Regions from separate parts of the Danio rerio genome. Here region 2 is linked to region 1. Evidence: chromatin contacts called from public Hi-C data. All regions are on one chromosome and are shown on one strand. Each heading gives the region's core, a stretch centred on a gene start, on an enhancer-like site or on the middle of the called end of the contact. The rest is flanking DNA. Distances are from core to core; before and after follow the strand shown.

Region 1 (5,186 bases), core at 689-3,188:
TAGCTATGGCCGCTTCAATATTCTCAGTTTTGCTGGATCTACTGCTTTTACCAGGTACGTGTTTCTGGGAAGTAGATTGTAGACAATATAATCCATTGCATGGAGGACAGCTACAACAGCCTCTTCATCCTGTCCAAAAGCTTTGTTTAGAGCGAATGGTGCAACTGTTCTTCACTCAGCATGTATAGGGCCATCAATGTAAACGATGACTCTCTGGTTTTCGCTTTGTTAGAGCCCATACTGACAAACTCTCTGCTCAAGAAGGAGAGGAGGAAGGAGGAGGAAGATGTACCTGCAGTGGCTTAGGGCTATTCTGCAGAGTGTAGACCAGAGCAAGATTTTAAAGGATGTGGCTGCTGGAATTGCTGACTCGTGTCCTCAGGTGCCTCTTAAGGAATAAAGATCTGTTTATTATATTTGTTAAAAAAAATGTGATTCAGAAAAATACTTTACAATCCTTCATAGGTCATAGATTTGTTAGTTGTTGATGTTTTTTAAGTGTGAGATACAAATAATATTGTGGACATGAAAAGTCTTCATTCTGAAATAATTAGCCTACATCTCCATCTACTGGTAAACTTTGGAAGTGGGTCAAACATGAGAACTATAAAATGAGAAATATAAGTTTGTAATAATTTAATTGTGCAGTGAAATAAAATATGTAAATGAAATATGTACATATAAATATACAAATTTAAATAAAATACTGATAAATGTGAAATGGTGTCTGTCTCATGCATTTTACTCCTATAATATTATTAATAATAATAATAAAAACCATTATTTTTATTATTATTAACAGCCTTATTGACAATTATGAAAGTATTTTTAGACATATACAATTGTGTAGACACGACTTAATATAGGCCATAACATATATCAAGTGATTTTATTTCTACAGATATTACTTTGCATATTTTTTAAGCCTAATGTAGCCTTGTCTTTTTGAACAGTTGAATATTTTCATAGGTAAAACTTGACAAACAAATAAATCCTGAGGAAGCTAAAAAAAATGTATATTCATATGATACGTAGTTTGCCAATAAAGCTATAAATCATTAGTTCATGCAAAAAAAAATTACATTCCCCTAAAATATCATTGAATAGCTACAGTTCAAGTAAGAACAGTTTTAGTGCAGCATGTTGCACACTGCATTATCCGTTGATTATCTGGATTGTCCGTGTTCATACAACCATTGGTTTTTGGAGATCACAATTTCAAGATGTCAACTTGAACGAGACTTAAGATTTCCAGACGTTTTTCTATTATAAATTAAATTAGAGAGGTATCATTTAAAATTGTTAATAATAATCATCCTGTAAAACAGATAATTGCAAAATTTAGTAAAGATGCTGATTTAAAATGTGCTTTCTGTAATGATAAAGAAGAGAGTATTGTTCATTTATTTTATAATTGTATTTATACACAATAGTTTTGCTGTGATATTTTCTTTTTTGATTAAGCAGAGTACAAATATTGTGTTCGAATTCAAAGAAAAAGATGATTTTTTTTATGAGAATGCATTTGACTTTAAAATTTGGTATCTTGATTATTTGATCATTATATATGGACAATTTTTCATTCTTAAATGTAAATGGACAGTGAAAAAAACTAGTTTTACTCACTTTAAAATCAAAAGAGGTCATTGCTTATTTACGATAAAAGAAACAAAAAATACCAAAACAAAAAGAACTGCTATTATCTTAAAGCTTTAAAATGTGTCCTGGGGATAATTGTAATGTTTTTTTTTTTTCTTTAAATTGTATTCAGTTTAAAGTCAATATAATGTTGTTATTTCTCTTGTTTGTTATGTGTTCTAAAACTGCAACAACAACAAATACCCCAAACACTACATTACCCAGTAAACCCAATCCCACAATCAACTGCGCATGCGCTGAAAAGTCACTACTTGACGCGCCCCTCCCCTTTCTATTTCAATGTAAGATGGTGGTTAGGAGGCACTGTCGCTCTACAGAGAGGCTGTAACACACAAGACTTGGTGTTTTCGCATCAAATCACACAGGAGCAGGGACAAACCATCCCAGGAATTTATACTGTGACCTGCTGTGCTAGACCTGAGCCGCTCACATAGATTGTATTTGCTGTGAATCTGACTGTTCACATAGACAGGGGTGAGTATCCCACCAAGGCCTCTCTTGTCCACCGCCTCCACATTCAACTGCTTTTCTTTTTTTCAGATCACCTCTTTATTACACATCTCATCCCTCTTACTTGCCAAACACGTCCATTTCTTGTGGAAATGCCCATGTCGTGTGTGTTTAATCGGAGTAACGTTAGCCGTCATGTTAGCTGAGTAGCTGCTAGCCGCACCGTTTGACCGGCTTTTAATAAAATACACGAAAATTAACCATCGCTTTGCCAAACACTGACTTATTATTTGCTACACGTGTTTTGAGAAGGCATATACTTCATGTACACAAATGTCAGTTCACGTTTCAGCCGGTTGAATAACTTCCATATGTGTTAGCCTAGCTGGAAGCCACCAACAAGGAAACATTGCATTTCTGGACATGCTTATTATGTACTTTGACAATAAGGGAATTTCCTTTGTATTTTGGCAGTCAGTTAGCGTTATTGCGTTATCATTTTTATTATATGACGTCTGACATTTGCTCCGTTAACTGCAGTTATTTTTATTATTTGTGTCCACACCCTTTATTATTGTGTGATTGGGTTTGACAGGAGGTGCATGCTACAGGTTTTCTTTGACCACATGCATCTGTCATTCTTTCCATAAGGAATGTTATGAATCCAGCGTCTATTAGAAGATGATTTTGTGTGTGTGCTGGTTGCAACTTTAATTGAACTCTGCAGTTTCAGTGTTGAGTATGCACTAATAATGCAGTTCAGTCAGCAATGGGCCTTTTGAGCTCACCATCTGCTTATTGTCTTTAAGATGTAAGCATTTTGTAAACAATTTGAAGATTAAAGCTGCGTAGTGTTGATCCAGACTCTTTTTTTCTTGCCTCTGTGGAACACAAAATGCCTTTTTAGCTGCAATGACAGATTATATTGAAAGAAAGTCATGCAGGTTTGGATTATCACGTTGTGTCATAATTTAAAATCCCTTTCCTTAAACCTTTTTGTTGCATGGTGTGATTTAACAGTGTATATTGATTGTAATGCAAGGTTTGCCAGTTAAATTGATGCTTCATGAAGTAGGCTTTTGCTTGAGTTGCGCTGTGGGCCAGTTTTAGTTGGACCGAGATGTTCCAGAACATCACCAGGCATTGTTTGGGCCAGACACAATGTTTGTGAGACCGTTTTCGGTCAAGGGTCATTGCTGTCATACAATCCTATTCTGGATAGATGTCTGCGTAGGTGTTCAGTTGCATAAAAGTGAACGTCTTTGTAGCTGGCTAAATAAATTCATTATCTGTCAGAATGGATAACATGCCTTTCTGTCCAAGTCTTCTATTAATTTCAGCGTGAAGGTCAGTCTTTTTTATTAATATTGTATTTTATCACTGTGATGTTTTCAGAGCTGTCTCCATCATGTTAGAACATTCTCTTTTTTTTTGTATTTTGTAATGCTTTTATTTGGTCTACAGGGAATTTTCTTTTTGGCACAGACATATCTTTCATTGCTTGCCGGTGCCTCTTCGATCTGCTCACGAAGAGCAGCCCACAAAAGGACTCGACGCCCACTCTGATGATAATTTCAGCTCCACTTTTGTATGACATCAGAATGATGCCAGCTGAGACAACTGTCTTTTCACTGTGTCAGCGTACTGCATTTATTTATTTCATTACATTACAGTGTTCTTACTGTGTGTAGTAGATTTAAATGTATTCGGACTAGATGTGACTTTCTATTTTCTAGCTTTCACATTTTAAAGCCTTTTTAAATAATTTGGTGCTTAATAAACACTTAAAATGATGCCAAACACTTTCTAAATACATCTTCAAAGGCGTTACCTAGTGAATTATTTTTTTTTAAGTGGAAAGCTGCTGTTTTGAGCGCTGCACTGTTGTCGTTCTCATCATTTAGTGTGGTTAGTGGTCATAGTTGGGTTTTAAGATGACTGATGTGAAACTCTTTAATTTTGTTCCTAGATAGCTCTGTTCCTCTACTTTTAAGGGTGTGTTCATGCTAGGTTTGGTTGTTTGATTACAATAGCATAGATGCTGGGTTAGTGTGATTTACTTTAAGTGTGAACAGTACTTTGGTGTACATCAAACAAGTGCCCTTAGATCACTGATAAGCTTGGTCGGTATACACTCTGTCCAGGCAAGTGCAATATGAACAAAAAAAGTCTAAAGGAATCATAGTAAATCGATGAAAAACAAGATGCAACAGAATAGATGTGCAAATAAATATCTTTTGTTTTTTTTATAGTCACCCAGCTGGTCATTATAGTTCAGTAGGCTTCTCAGAAGCGTGTCTACTTACTGAAGATCTTCGTTTGTGTGTGATGGAGGATTTCCTGACGCTTCTTTTGACATCTATAAATTTTTCACAAGATGTCAACTGATAAAATACCTTCTTGTGTGCACACATGCAATACACATGTTCAGACCAGCACACAATATTGCATTGAATGTTCAGTAAGCTCAAAGCAAAGTATACAACATAAAACTATTATTTGTTTCTTGTTGGTGGTGTTGTTATTATTATTATTATTACTATTATTATTATCATTATTATTATATCTTTATATTTGGACTTACAATTGACATTAGCTGTTTGGACTTTTTATTTTTGGTCAAGGCCAAACTACAAGAGTGAACACAAACAATTTTCTGTTTTGATTATATTTTACGTATTTATTATTTTTTTTAATGAATAATAGGTTTGACCAGTTATTGTTGCAAATGAGTTGTCAATAATGTTCATTTCTCTGTTGACGACATACTGCAATTTGTTCAGTTTTTTAATGCCAGAAGATGAGCCGATTTGTTGAACAAATTTGCTTGAAATAACGCAAAAAAAAAAAAAAATCACATTTTCAGGTTTTTGTGAAATGTGTCCTAATAGTGTTTTTAGCAACGTGGGACATATATGAAGAGTTCAGATGCAAATACCAAATGCCATCTGAAATGTTCTCCTAAAATGACTATTTTTGTCAGTCTCCTAATGTTTATGTTCTGTTATTTTACTTTAAATGGCATGCAAATTACTTATTTGTTACTATAAAAGTCAAATTTCTGAGCCTACACACAG
Region 2 (5,186 bases), core at 1,852-4,351, 480 kb before region 1:
AATTCGACTAGTCAGAATCGATATTCAATTCAATTCAATTCAGCTTTATTTGTATAGCGCTTTTACAATGTAGATTGTGTCAAAGCAGCTTCACATAAATGGTCATAGTAACTGGAACAGTGTGGTTCAGTAACTGGAACAGTGTGGTTCAGGTTTTAGTGTTTAAGTTCAGTTCAGTTCAGTTTAGCTCAGTTCAGTGTGATTTAATCATTACTGAGAGTTCAAACACTGAAGAGCAAATTCATCGATGCGTAGCTCTACCAATCCTGAACCATGCGAGGCAGTGGCGACAGCGGAGAGGGAAAAAAAACTTCACCTGATGGGAGTGAAGAAAAAAAACCTTGAGAGAACCAGACTCAGTTGGGCACGACCATTTTACTATAATACTACTCGATATTTCGATATTTCCGGATTCGCTAGGAGCCGCAGAGACATGACAGCCTCGGGACAGCGGATGACTTTCTCACGGTCAACTTTGCCATAATTTGGACAGGAAGATGTTGTTCAGTGAATGTGTAAAACTGCCTAAATAAAAAACAGCATTTAAAAGATGATACCGATTTGCAGAATTTGTGCAGAAAACGTGTCTTACACGCAGCGTTTGCAACGTCAGGTTACAGTAAGGTGCACAGCCAACAGCATACAATCTGCTCTTTCAAGCCATTCGTGCGCAAGATTAACCTGGCTATTTAACATCCAGCAGGATGAGTTTTATGTCAGTAGTCCCGTCTGCATACTGTGCTAACCCCCTCCTTCCTTTTTGTTCAGAGTCAGATATAGTGAATGGCGAGTTAGTTGTACAGGCGAGTTGCTATCGGGCAATGCAGCAGCCCCATTCATTACAGGTTGTTTAATGCTTGTGAGGTTTTCTCAAGTCTGAAAACACGTTAGCTCCTACTCGTGGATAATATTCATTTTTATTATTTATTTGAAGAACAGCAAATAACATTTTACAATACAAAAATGTACATGCCAGGGGGTTATTATAAATAAAATACAAAATGTAATATAACAATAATGAAATACATTGTAGAGTAAACACATTTTAAAGTGGGTCGAGTTTTCTTGTTTAGAGAGTTAATCCTGATATTATACAAGCATATTTCAGTCATCAATCCCTTAAAATCTGGTTTCATATTAGTAATTTTACATTTATGAATGTACAATTTTGTCAACAACATAAGCAAATTAAATAAATAAAACTATTTTCCTCTAGATTAGGATAATCAAGCCCAAATGTAAATTCTCCATAATGATGAAAGAGGTTTTGAACACACAAAAAAATGTTATTAATAAATTTTTGCACCTCACCCCATAAGCTGACTATGTACAATATCAAAATAAGTGTAAAACTGTCTCCTCTTCCTTACAAAAATACAATTTACATCAATCCCACTTTTAATTTTTCGCAAACAATGTTTTGCTGGATAAAACCTGTGGATAAGTTTATAGGATATTTCTTTAATTCTATTTCTAACATGATATTTCTGTGGTAACAGCCAAACTTATTTAATTCACCCTTTAATAAAGACATAAAATTGGATATGAGGTACAGTAATCATTTCTTTTTGGAAAAGAGAATAGCTCTATCATTACTTTTGGTATTTAGTAAAACAAAATTTGCAGACATAAGATTTAGTAATATCAAAAGACATTGCATCAGAAGGATTGTCTTATTAATACATCTAAATAACATGAATGAATAACATGTCTCCAAAGGAATTGAACCAATAACAGTAGAAAACTTGCTGGGTTATTGAGATTTTGTAACGAAAAAGGACTCCGTTGTAAGAAAAGTATACCATCTTTATTATATAACTGACTAAACAAATAATTTTGCATTTTTGCGAGATTTGCGTTTGTATGAATTGTCTATTATTCCAAAATAACAACAAAGTGGGGAGAAATCATGCTTATAGATGAATGACCATGATGAGCACTTGTTTGTAGAAGGCAGATATCTTAATTGGAGTTTTGTCTCTATTATAATTAACGTTACTCATCAAAATAAAACTAAGACCACCAGTCTTTAATAAAACATGATAATCTCCGCTTTGAAGTGCATACAGCATACGAACGTACTCCCGCATATAACTTGAAACGGCATTCAACCCCTCTAATAATGTCATCCATGATTTTCCCTGTCCTTCGTCTTTCGGGAGATCGTGGTCATTAAAGTAAGGGTGTTGTTTTCTTCAGTTGGAGCAGCCGAGAACGCAGCAATCACAGCGATGAGATGACCCTGCCATTCTTTCTTAAATAAAAGACAAATTAACTAAATGCATGTGCTATTGTTTCAGTAGTATTTTAATTTAATATTTTTCTTCATATGATATTTAGTCCGTCGCATTTAAACCGTATGTTGTTGGGACGCTGTTTCGCTAACACCGGAACCAGGAAGTGTGAAAAGGCCTATTGGCGCGCTCGAATACCAAATGCGTAATAATTTAGGCGGGGTTAAGCAAAGCAGGTGATTTGAATATACAATACAGATATCTACAACAGAGTTTTGACTAGTCACAATGTTAATTAAAGATATCTACAATTATATTCTTCCTAGTCACAAAGCTCACAATTCCATTTCAAGATATCTCTAAATGAATTTTGACTAGTCAAAAATCCAATTCAAGATATACAATTGTAATTCGACTAATAGTAAATTAATGAGAGATATCTTCAAATATTTGTAGATATCTCTAAATGTATTACGACTAGTAGAAACTCAGTTAGAGATATCTCTAATTACAATTGTGACTAGTCGAAATTCATTTAGAGATATCTCTAATTACAATTGTGACTAGTCAAAACTCATTTAGAGATATCTGCAAATATGTTTCAATGGAAGTCAATGGAGGAATATGACTAGTCATAATATATTTGCAGATATCTCCAATATGATTTCGTACTAGTACAATTGTAATTGCAGATATCTCTAATTGTCATTCTGACTAGTCAAAATATAATTAGAGATATCTCTAAATATATTTATGGATAGTCAAAACAAAGTAGTAAATGTTAAAACGGCTTGCCATAGTGCACCTCAAACGAGCCTTTTAGTAAATACAAAAAACGTCATTATTCTACGCCTTGCTTAGCTGTGAAATGATTGGCTGAGAGCGTTGACGTATCAGTGACTAGCAAGCAATCCAGGAAGACGGCAAGTAGCGTAAGCTGTCAACGTGAGGAGCTGCAGCTTGTCAAACAACCGGATTTTTACAATTTATTTCATTCAGTGATTTACATTTCATCATGTCTGCGAGAAATCCAGGAATGCACCTTGGTTAGTACATCTTCGTTCTTATTATGTTTACAGTCAAAACAAAACGAAGCTTACTTTAATACCGCTACTTTCCCACGTGATAAGGTTTCATTCAATAATATAAATAAAAACTATACCATTACTATATTGTATCACTATACTATTACTATTTACAAACACATTTTCTTAAAACAGAGTTGTAAACATATTGGCTTCACTTAAACTATTTTACATGAAGTGCAAAGTATCTTCTTTGTGTTTTGTGTGGTTAATCTTTAACTCCAGCAGTTATTAACTCACTTATAACTTTCATAACATGTCCTGTGAATGTTGAATGTGGTTTTATTTTTCTTTCTTGTTTTCATGTATGCTGCTGATTCTGAGATGAATGGAAATGAAATGCCTTTGATGAATCTCCCATGACCCATGTGTCTCATGACTCGCATTAACAGAAGAAGGGAGAAAGGACAAATACAAATCTGCCCTTTTAAAGTTATTTTATGTCATTTATTCTTGCTTTATTTTAGATCTGGAATGGGTGTCAAAAGTCAGGGTCAACACTCAGGCTGTTCATAAAAGAGCTCAGCAGATCCAGGGACGCAAAATGGCCAAGAAGCAGTGGCAGGTAAACAAGCTGCAAGATTTGTCAGACATAATTATTAGATTTGCCGGACTTAAATATAACATACATTCACCTCCTCTGCTATTGTAGGCTGCCTGGCTGCTAAAGGCTGTCACATGCATCGATCTGACGACCCTCGCCGGTGACGATACTCCTTCCAATGTCCATCGACTGTGTATGAAGGCCACACAGCCCATAAGACATGATCTGCTGAAGAGCATGGACATGCATGACAAAGGTCTGCCTGGAGGATTTTTTTGCAGGGATTTGTCACTTGAATCCTGTTGGTGCACTTGAATGAGTGATTCTGTCTCTGTTGTTTTCTGTCAGTCATATTGCAGTTTCAGTGTCAAATGTGTGTTTTTTTTCTATTAAATGTAGGTAAAAAAATTAACCCAAATTACAGTTAGCTTGTTAGATAAAAAAAAAAAAGTGTCAAATAAATTCAGAGACTTGGATAATTACACCGGTACTGCTAAAGCTTAATGACAAGTTAATAAGTCATTATTAAATGGCCAAAATGCTGTATTTTTTTTGATAATACATTGTAATATAAAGTAAAATAATTTAATAATATTAATCTATTTAAAATAAATAGTATATATACATTTTAAATTCAAAATATATTTACAGTATTACTGTTTTTACTATATATTTACCCAAACTTTTAAACATTGTATGTTTTATTCAGGGCTTGACATTAACACCTGTCAAATGTAGGTAGATCTCAACTGTTGTGGCTTAGACAGACAACCCCTTTATCCACTTTGGCTGGTTGAAGTTATTTTTAAACTGCCAGATTTGCCTCGTCCCTAAAAATTAAAATGTATTTTTAAGATTGTTTGTCACAGTGCACGCAAATGTGATCTTAGAACAGAGAAGCCGCACGATTGATAACTTTTCACACAAGCAAAAGAAAGCAGGTGATTACTGAATGAGAGGATGATCAGGCAAATGGATTCGACACAGGCTATCCTCGCGCACCCACAGTCCTGCTGCTTTCAAGAGATCCAGAATTTTTGGAAGCAGCAACTGTTGCCGCTTTCGCTTTTACCATTTTTTGAACAGATTATTAATGGACCCAACAGTAACAGTGTTCACCTGATTATACTTTCACCATTGCACACAGAATGGTTCACACCTGCTTTCTTTTGCTTACAGTTATTTTTATTGATATGGTTTATTTATCATCCTTTACAATAACATAATATAAACATAATAGGATATTAACTCTCCATTTATCTATAGTTACCTGATGATCTGGGACCTGGATAAACTACTGCATATAGTTTTAGATAAATTAGA

The links. Hi-C and Micro-C count contacts between places; a contact is called where the count stands out from the background.
Region 2: a Hi-C map of hematopoietic stem cells shows a contact between it and region 1, with 2.1 times the contacts expected there. The contact joins the promoter of dera here to the promoter of cnot4b in region 1. A contact is called at or near these places in 2 of 18 Hi-C or Micro-C datasets (hematopoietic stem cells and an unstated tissue) and 1 of 4 datasets of contacts at active chromatin or transcription factors (embryo).

The regions. Positions count from the first base shown.
Region 1 is chr4:12,856,223-12,861,408 of GRCz12tu, reverse strand. It overlaps cnot4b (CCR4-NOT transcription complex, subunit 4b), which reads left to right and starts at 1,938. Exons shown (of 13, transcript NM_201169.1): 1 at 1,938-2,133.
Region 2 is chr4:13,339,207-13,344,392 of GRCz12tu, reverse strand. It overlaps dera (deoxyribose-phosphate aldolase (putative)), which reads left to right and starts at 3,101. Exons shown (of 9, transcript NM_001006097.2): 1 at 3,101-3,280; 2 at 3,787-3,884; 3 at 3,972-4,119. The coding sequence starts at 3,250.